2 separate regions of the Triticum aestivum genome follow, and region 2 is linked to region 1. The links are chromatin contacts, called in public Hi-C maps. All regions are on one chromosome and are shown on one strand. Each heading gives the region's core, a stretch centred on a gene start, on an enhancer-like site or on the middle of the called end of the contact. The rest is flanking DNA. Distances are from core to core; before and after follow the strand shown.

Region 1 (4,908 bases), core at 738-3,237:
TAATGTTTTTTTATACAAATATGATCAAACTTTATAAAGTTTGGCTAGTAAAAATGACCGAAAGGAGTATTTTCCAGTGATTTTTTTTAGTTTTTTCTAAGGAGCTGGCGGGAGCATTGAGAAACACACTTTTTTTCTTGTGAGAAGTGGCAAAACCCTGGAAAGCTAATAAAACATTGACAACTCTGCCGATGCTCACAGTAGGCAAGGCTACACCAAACACCAAAACCAACAATAATATTGAAAATCTGACGTCAAACTTTTAACTATGGTAAATCAAATATTTTTTATAGTAAATTATATTGTCGCGAGGATGTCAATTTTCTTTAGCCGACTCACCAAGCTTCATGCACCACATCAATTTCGGCGAGAGATGCCCCTGCTGGATGATTAATCCTCGCTGATGATCCGCCATGACATGGGGAAGAAGATGCCCTGATCTATTTCTTGTTACGATGCCTACATCGATCGAATTTGAGTGTTTTTTCAGAGGTATTTACCCAAAACCATCATATTTGGGATCAGGGTAACAACTTAGTACCGCTTTCCGGCTAGGGCACGAGAAAAACACCATATCTGCGTTTAACAAATAACAGAGATCATTGATTGTGTGATTTTCTTGCGAAAATAGGGAAACCGATAGGTGGACCCCACCTGTCGGCTAACACAGCAAAGACTGAGCATAAAAGAAAACTTTGACCAGCTGAGGTGGCAGCTGAGATGCGAGCCCCGTCTGTCATTGACTACACGATTATGGAGTATTTTCGTTTGAGGGTCCATGTTGAAGATGCCCTAAAAACCTCATTTCAAGGCCGGGCAAGCGCCGTAGTTCTAAAGTACACTGCTATTAGACCAATAAATGTTTTGAAACCTTGGATGAGGATGGAATTCTCAAGGGCAACGACAGCGAAAGAAATCTACAGGCAGTGTCATCAACCTTGGATGGGACTTCACAATCGAAGATCTTCAATTTGCACCTCATACGTATAACCCACCTAGCAAGTGGTTGCATAATTGAGGTAATAGTCACATGATGCGCGTTCGCTGTTGAGCTCGTATAAAAATGCCTTAGTTCTATACCAGCTTACGGTTCTGATTGCGCAACTTTATTCTTTGTCTTCACCACAGTGAGTGATTCCATACCATGATTGTCATTACTTATGCCCGTCCGTATAATATGCACTTCAGTCATCCTCCCTAACTGAGAAAGCTCTAACGTTGACTGGCACAAAAATTATTCTTCAGAGTTTGAGGCATTCAGAGCGTCTTGAGCTCCTTTCTAATCCTAGAATTTCAGGTTGAGCGTTTCCCTCAAATTTTCATGCTTTGTGTCTAATACCACTACTTTTTTCTAGGAAAAAAAACGTATCGACTGGGTTCCATGAGGTCTTGCGAATCGACGGCGAGGGTGTTAGCCAGGTGCGGCAACCATCGGACATGACGGGCCGGTGCGGTGGCAACGCGGAGGCGAGAGATTGAATTGAGGAGGCGACGGTTGCCAAAGAAGAAGATGATTGAAAAAAAGTACTGTACTACGTATAAGCATTTTTAAGCACACAAGAGATGGGATTATCAATACCTGTTGCCCCTCACGGAGAACCATGCCTCGGCGCACCGCCGGTGCGCCGCCGCGATCTCGCCTCGGCAGCCGCAGCCGAGGTTTACCAACTGCCCGCTCCCGCTCTCCGCCGGCAGGTCGCCGTCCTCAAGCTGGCAAATTCTGCAGCCGCTCCCGGTTCCAACCTGCCCCTGCCGATCAGCCGTCACCGCCGACCTGTCGATGTCGACCGCAACATGTCCGACGATGCCGCCTTCCACGGTCGGCCCTTCACACGCTCCAGCGTCTCCAGCAGTTGTCACCATGGCCGCCTTCTCATCTCATCTCATGCCATGGTGTCGTCGATGGACCAATATCTAATTAATGACCTACGGAATCTTGGGCTTTGCGGGAAGAAATGAATGATGACGGGAGGGAGCTACTGTAGATTCTTATTATCGTCTCGGTGTTGCGAATTGGCCGACGCAAGTTGACCTCCTTATTTATTTATTTATTTATTTATTTATAACACGGCGCAAGTTGAGCCGAGACAGCGAAAGATCAGGTGAGGGCGATGCAATGCAGCGATTCAAAATGGGAAAAAGGGCAATGAGTGCCGGGCTTTGCGTACCGCCAATTCTTTTTTTCTTCAAACAGTAAAGGAATTCAAATAGGGTTGGTCTTTTTTCTTGGATGAAATCGTTGGGGTACACAAATTCAAATAGGGTCTGTCTTTTTTTTATACAGTATTTGGTATTGTGGCAGATTATAATATTTCTGGCTGCGTAGTTTTTGACTACTAGATGATGCCCCGCACGTTGTTGCGGGAATATTTTGCAATATTTCAATGAAGTTTTGGTCATATGAAACATGAATATTTGAAATAATAGTTTTTAAAAGTATATAAGAATTAAATGTAAATAACATAATAGAATGGAAGTTTACATGCAAGCATGATTGCATGTTGAAGTGGTTTTTTAATACGCATAGCTGCATGCTCGAGTGGGCTTTTTCTTATACATGTTGAATGATCAGGTGGCATGCTTGCATTTTGAGAGAAATATGTTAGTGGGGGCTAACTATTTAGATATAGGAGATTTATTCTTCAGTTTTTTTATAAGTGACAGCATATATAAATGACAACAAGTACATTTAGTGAAAGTTATGGTTACAAGGAAGGAGGTTAGAGCTCGCAAGAATGAAAAAAAAGGCCCAAAAGCACCCTCCACCATATTATTGGAGAAGAAGACCCTATAAACAGGCGCCCATTAGATCTGCTCGCTCCAGAATTTTCGCACTAATCCAGATGATCTGGGTGTTCCGGCCCTTAGGTCGGACCACTCGATACCCTGAGACAGAGCAACCGCAAACCCGGAATGTCAAACCCTCGGACACTCTAAATAGACATGCACAGAAAATGTTAATACTTTCTTGTATGAACTATGTTCTCAATGATCTAGGACAAATTTGAAAGCTAATAATAATACCTAGGTCCTCACAAAAAGAGCCACCCAACGTTAACAAAACATGGAGGATGCAAAATATTAACACCTTTGAGCACTCTTATGTATGATGTGGTTAAACCATACATCTGGTAGCCCCTCTTTGTCATGTGGTTATCAAAACTTCAGAACTATAATATAGTCTCTCTCCAATTGTTATAACACTGAGTGTTAACGTGTGATTTAGTTCCTTAGACCACAAGAGTATCGTAGTCACTTCTTACCGTACGATGAACTTTGGGGTTGTACCAACGTCATCTCTAACACGGTGATCACAAGACAACGTACATGTTCATCGAAAAGTTTGACAAGGGATTAGATAGCTCAAGAGTGGGATTTGCTCCTCCGACGATGGAGATATATTCTTAAGGCCCTCTCGGTGTGACGACATCCATAATCATCTGGCCAGACACAGGTGACCATGTCACGGGGATGTCGGAACAAGATACCGCCTCATGAACTCCTGGAACTTAAGGAGGAAATCGATAATTCACTTCGCAAGGGTTCCATTCGTCCAAGTTCCTCGGCCTGGGGAGCACCTTCTCTCTTTGTCAAGAAGAAGGATGGAACGAATCATTTGGTCCAAGACTACCGACCTATCAACCAAGGAACAATTCAGAACAATTATCCCCTTCCTCGGATCAACGATATGTATGATCAACTTGCTGGTTCCTCGGTATTCTCTAAACTCGACTTCAAGTTGGGTTACCACCAGATCCGGGTGCGTGAAGAGGGTATTCCAAAGACCACATTCGTTACTCGCTATGGTTCATACGAGTGTACCGTCATGTCTTTCGGCTTAACCAATGCTCCAGCTACATTCTCTCGTCTAATGAACTGTATCTTCATGGAATACCTCAACAAGTTCGTCGTGGTCTATCTGGATGATATCCTGGTGTATTCCAAGAATAAACAAGAACATGCTAAATACTCCCAACATCCATTATCCTAAAATTAAAAAGATTTCCACTATTATCCTTATGCATGAATTTGATTATATAATTCGGGAAGCTAGGAACATCTTTGCTTTTATAAGATAGATTTTGAGCATCCTCCTATAGAAGAAATTCTCCATGATAAAGACACTATATGAAGGTTGGAATCTAAAGAGTATTTTGCGTATGGTGAAAATCTTAGGAGAAGAGTTCCTTATGCTGAAATTATTAAAACTTTATACCATCATACGTGTGATAAATTTGAATGGATTACTAAGGGGATTACTGAAGGGTTTAGTATTAAGTGGTTTGAGAGTACGGCTAGAGATCCTATTGATGATGAAATACATGTTTTGTATGAAGATTTCTATGGTGATGATTCGGAGTTTGAAATAATGAACGTTAAAATTACCAAACAAAGTCCCTTTGAAGTTCTCCTACTAGAATAACATGAAAGTAGAGAACTAACAAGGAAAGTATTGGAAGAATTGATTAAAAAGGATTTGGAAACTAAATATGACAATGCTTGAAACCTTGCCTTACGCCTAGCTAGGGGCGTAAAATAATAATGCTTGTTGGGAGGCAACCCAATAGTTATCTTAAAATTTTCCTTTCTCTTTCTGTTTTTGAGTGTTTACACAATTATTGCTCCTGTTATGATTGTAATTTTATGTTTTAATTAGTATTTGTGCCAACTAAAACCTTTGGGATGATTTGGTTGATAGTTGACTTGATTATGTGAAAAACAGAAACTTTTCGCCCAATACTAGAATTATTGTAATCCACTAGAACATGATAAAACTCTGCATTTTCTACACATTATTGATATACAAATTTCCCATGTTTTCCTAATTTTCCAGAATTTTTAAGTTATAGAAGTATAGTGTTTGTTTAGATCATTATAGATTGTTCTGTTTTAGACAAATTCTGTTTT
Region 2 (4,703 bases), core at 1,989-4,488, 200 kb after region 1:
GACGACTAAATATCAACTCGTCATCTGCCAAGCATCGATCTATGGTACTGGATTGGCGGTCCTCATAACTATGATTATCATGGTCATAGAAGACTAGTACTGATCAATCTAGTCTGACAAATGTACACTACACACATATACATAAATAAGTAACCAACAAGCAATAAGGAGAATTATATATCTGATTGTCTCTAAAAGACCATTCATATTTACATTTACGTTCATCTGTTCCTCTCCTACTTGCCACAACAAACACCTAGAAGAGCAAGCAACATGAAAAGAAAAAACTTACAGCAGTGCAACGGAGGCTTGGTGAATATTGAAGAAGACGTGAAGCAAGATCTATGGCTTCAGGAGGCATTTTCTTGTGGAAAACCTGATCACAGCAAAGTGCAATCAGTACACGTAGGCATCACATTACATGGTTAAGTATATTACAGCAGATCTTATATACGGCTGGACTATATTAATAACAGTGAGCCACATATATTAATAACAGCAAATGTGATATATGATTGGATATTAGAATGAGATTGCAAGCCTACCTTGTGCCAAGGATGAGCTTTTATCTGCGGAAACCTAAACTCCGTATAATTCGGGTTCATACAACGTATTTCCTCCCGAGTTGGCGTTCCAAGAACCTACAAGAACATCACAAAGGTCAACAACATCTAATAGTATAAGCGAAAGAAAGATATATGGAATGTTTGCAGACCTTGATTATCTCTACGAGTTGATCGACTGCACTCTCTCCTGGAAATAATGGCTAGCAAAAACAAATGAAAGATCAGAAATTATAGTATTGACATCTTAGTTGGAACCTAGGAGGTTGCAAAATATGTGAACGAAACAAAGGAACTAACCTGACCAAGGAGCAGTTCTGCAAGAACACAACCAGCTGACCATATATCTATCGATGTTGTATATTCAGTCGCACCAAATATAAGCTCCGGAGCACGGTAGTAGCGTGAGCATATGTATGATATATTGGGCTCACCCGCCACCTGATAGAACAGCACAAGAAAAATGATATCGGATTAGCAGGTAAGTAACATCAAAGTACTATGCAGGTTGATATTGTAGCAAAGGAACAAAAGTTCAAATTGAGTGTCGGACATCCAATGTAAATAAATGAAGTGAAGATCAGAAAATTTGCATTCGGCTAAAGCAAGAATTCAGCAATCTAGTAAGGAAAAGCGGAATACAGAGATAATAGTTTATAAACCAAAACTATCTGAAGAAGTCAAACTGTAAGGTATATAAAAGTGACTTAATTTTAGTCTTAACACCTGGCCAGCTATAAGCCTAAAACAGTAAGAATAAATCAAAATAGCACAGACCATGGTGCCAATTCTGGTTCAATACTGAACAGAATGAGTAGCCTACACGACAGGACAAATGAATTGAAGCAGTGTGTACGTATCACTAAACTCTTGGGGAAAGAGCCAACATACCAGAACTTTCGCGCTTCCAAAGTCGCAGATCTTAACTTGATGTGTTAAAGGATCAACCTGTATAATGAAGCAAGTGGAGGCAAGTTCAAAATCAAGCATGAAAAGCCATACATGAAAACCGAGCAAATCTGTTCAGTGTTCACTGATACATTTTTTTTCAGAAAGGGGAAGACCCCGGCCTCTGCATCAAGTGATGCACACAGCCAGTGTTCACTGATACATACCAAAACATTTTGTGGCTTCACATCCCTGTGACAGACTCCTGGAACAGTATGAATGTACGCCAGCCCCCTGAATAGCTGCCACCAATGTAAAATTGACTTAGAATAGTTGCACAATGACAGGCACACATTTCACATTTATTCATTGGAAATTCACAAACCTGATAGGTGTAAAGCTTGACGTAGATAAGTGGCATCCCCTGTTTGGCATTACTGTAGTGCTTAAGCACGCGGTACAGCGTCTCCGGGACATACTCCATGACAAGGTTCAGAAACAGCTCATCTCTACTTGTGGTTGAGAAGAAGCAGTGCTTGAGGGAGACAACATTGGAATGGATCATCGAACGCATAAGCTGCAGCTCACGGTTCTTGTACCGTCTGTCCTGCAGTACCTTCTTAATGGCCACCATCTCCCCGGTTTCCAGGCATTTAGCCTACACATGCAACATTTCCCTAAACATCAGGCTGGCAGTCAACAACACAAACAAGGAAACAAACAATGGCTAGAGCAATCACCTGAAAGACGATGCCAAACGAACCAGTGCCCACAACGCGCTCCGCCATGTAGCTAATCGTCTGAAAAACAAAGCAGGACATTACCAACTGGGCGCCAAAGAGGCATCAGCTGTTGCTCATAGTAACAGATTTGAGCACTAGTGTTGGCCAAAATCTAACTGAAGCCGTCCAAATTTGTCCCGAAAACCCACAGTATTGAACACCACACAGGCATATTTGGAACAGATCTCTTGAGCAAACCATAGTTACACGAGGATCAAACGAATGAGCACTACAAAAATAGGCTGACAAGCTACATCGTCCTTGATAATTGATAAATTCAGCCGCTTTGAAACATTTGTTTGGTTCTTGGTAAACGAAGAAAAATCTAACCAAGAATCCACACAGCTATATTTCAATGACTTGTCATCATCACCAAAGCACTCTATACATAGCTAAAGAGAATAGCTGCAGGAGAACAGATGCATCTCACCAAGGCAAGAACTGGCCGTGCAAACTCAGGCCAAGAGACACAAGGGAAACATAAGAGACGCTCAGCTCACCTGCTTGGGCTCGCCGTTCTTGCCGCCGATGGTGGTGGAGATGATGTGACCGGTCATGGCGTCGTTCCCCTCCGCATACGGCGCCTCGCCATCCTGCTGCTTCTGCTCAAGCAAGAGCGCCCAACGAAAACAACACGCTAAACATCAGCTCAACGGAACACCACGCCAAGAAACACACGGCCAAGACCATCCCAGCACAGATCCGGTTTACCTTCTCGCAGGCGACTGCGGTGGGGGGCTGCTCGTCGAGCAGCATCGGCTCCGGCGCCGGCGCCGGATGCTCCATGTGGCTAGGGTGTGAATGGGGCGGACACGGTGGGCTCACACTTGCATCCACCTACGCCTGGTCCTTTTCTCTGGCTTGGCTTGGCTTGGCTTGTACTGTGATGTGGGTGGTGGAGCCTTTGACCAGTGAAGGGAAAGTGGGGGTGGGGGTGACCAAGACGAACAAGATGGGGAGTGACGTTGATCTATAGAGAGAGCGGTTAGCTGACCCTGTGTAAACAGCTGGTGGATTAGTGGGGAGGTGGATTAGACTAGACGAGCCTCGGGGGTCAAATTGCTGGGAGTACCCCGGGCATCAGGTTGGGTTTTATATCGTGTGCCGCATTTATTGCCGAGTAATGGGATTCATTTTTTGGTCAAAGGATAACAATACCGCTAAAATATATTTACGGCATATTTTCAATTTCTGCCAAAAAATGAACTGAAAATATATGAGGATATTCGTCAGAGAAATTTGTGAAAATTGTACACTAATTGCTGTACAAATATACTAGGGTATTCGTCGGAGAAATTGATGGCCCATTCATGTCATACAGGAGAACCTTATTAGTGTTATATATGTCATTTTAATGCACGGAAATACCTAATGGATCTTGGGTCCCATTGCAACCAATTTGAAAACTAATAATTTATAAATAACAAAAAGAGTCAAAAATTCCTGAAAATTTTCGAAGACGAGAATCTTGTAGTGTTGTACTTGTATATGGCGAAGAAGTGACTTCCGTGGACTCCTTGACATAAACAAAAGAAGTGAATATGTTTATATAGTATCGATTTTGTTTTGTTTAGCCTAAAATACCATGAAACTCATTCCTTTTCGAAACTTGTCACACGGGCATAACACCGTATCATTCTTGTTTGCAAGAAGTTTCTGAAATTTTTGACTAATTTCGCAATACTTAAAAAAAATCCAATTCAAGTGCATTGGCACCCGAGACCCAAAGATCCGCGTCATTTTAATGCCTCCTTATTTTTGGATCAAACCATAAATTTGGTACTAAGAATATGACATCTTTTACGTGACAGTTATGTGTTTTCATCCGAATAATAACCTTTTTAGCCAGTGCTAAAAATGTACGCAGTTTTTGTGAGATATATTTGTAGAAGTAAAATTATCCAAACATTTTTATATATGCGGGATCAAATCAGCAATGCTTTGATAGTCCGGTTTCCGTGTTCCATACTGAGCATATATGTATATCTATATGCATAAATAAAAGCGAACCAATATGTGGTTTGATAGTTAAGAGGACACCGGTATTCTCAACCCACCAGAGTTCAAGTTCTAGACTTGACATTGGTGTTCGCATTTTTCTGGATTTATTCTAGACCTTCTGGCAATGCGCGTTTAGACGTTCCCGTCGACTACGAAGACATTTGTGGCGACTTTGTCAATCTCAAGACGATGTGCTGGCTCAATCTTTCGGAGGTTCTCATAGAGGTAGAGTGTGTGTGTGTAGGCATCACCAAAAATCGAACCGTTACACACCTTTATGCACTACTCGTTACGACCGGTCAAAACCACTCGGTGAGACAGACTAGTACAAAAGGTTTGAATTTTAGGCTTTCCGGTGAGACCGGATGAAACCAATTGGTGGGACCGATTCATGCTGATCTAAGCACTTTCCACACTTTGGTGTCACCGATAGAAACCACTCAAAAATTCCGATTGAATTTCAGTTGGC

Evidence for each region. A called contact is a pair of places that touch in the nucleus more often than the background predicts.
Region 2: a Hi-C map of leaf shows a contact between it and region 1, with 6 times the contacts expected there. The contact joins the promoter of LOC101867529 here to the promoter of LOC123166892 in region 1. A contact is called at or near these places in 2 of 5 Hi-C or Micro-C datasets (both in leaf).

What each region holds. Positions count from the first base shown.
Region 1 is chr1D:144,894,542-144,899,449 of IWGSC CS RefSeq v2.1, forward strand. It overlaps LOC123166892, which reads right to left and starts at 1,988. Exons shown (of 3, transcript XR_006483724.1): 1 at 1,580-1,988; 2 at 340-576.
Region 2 is chr1D:145,095,695-145,100,397 of IWGSC CS RefSeq v2.1, forward strand. LOC101867529 (shaggy-related protein kinase GSK2) reads right to left here and starts at 3,239. Exons shown (of 12, transcript XM_044592925.1): 1 at 2,945-3,239; 2 at 2,734-2,835; 3 at 2,192-2,251; 4 at 1,837-2,109; 5 at 1,679-1,753; 6 at 1,455-1,511; 7 at 864-1,004; 8 at 716-766; 9 at 546-641; 10 at 293-376. The coding sequence starts at 3,019.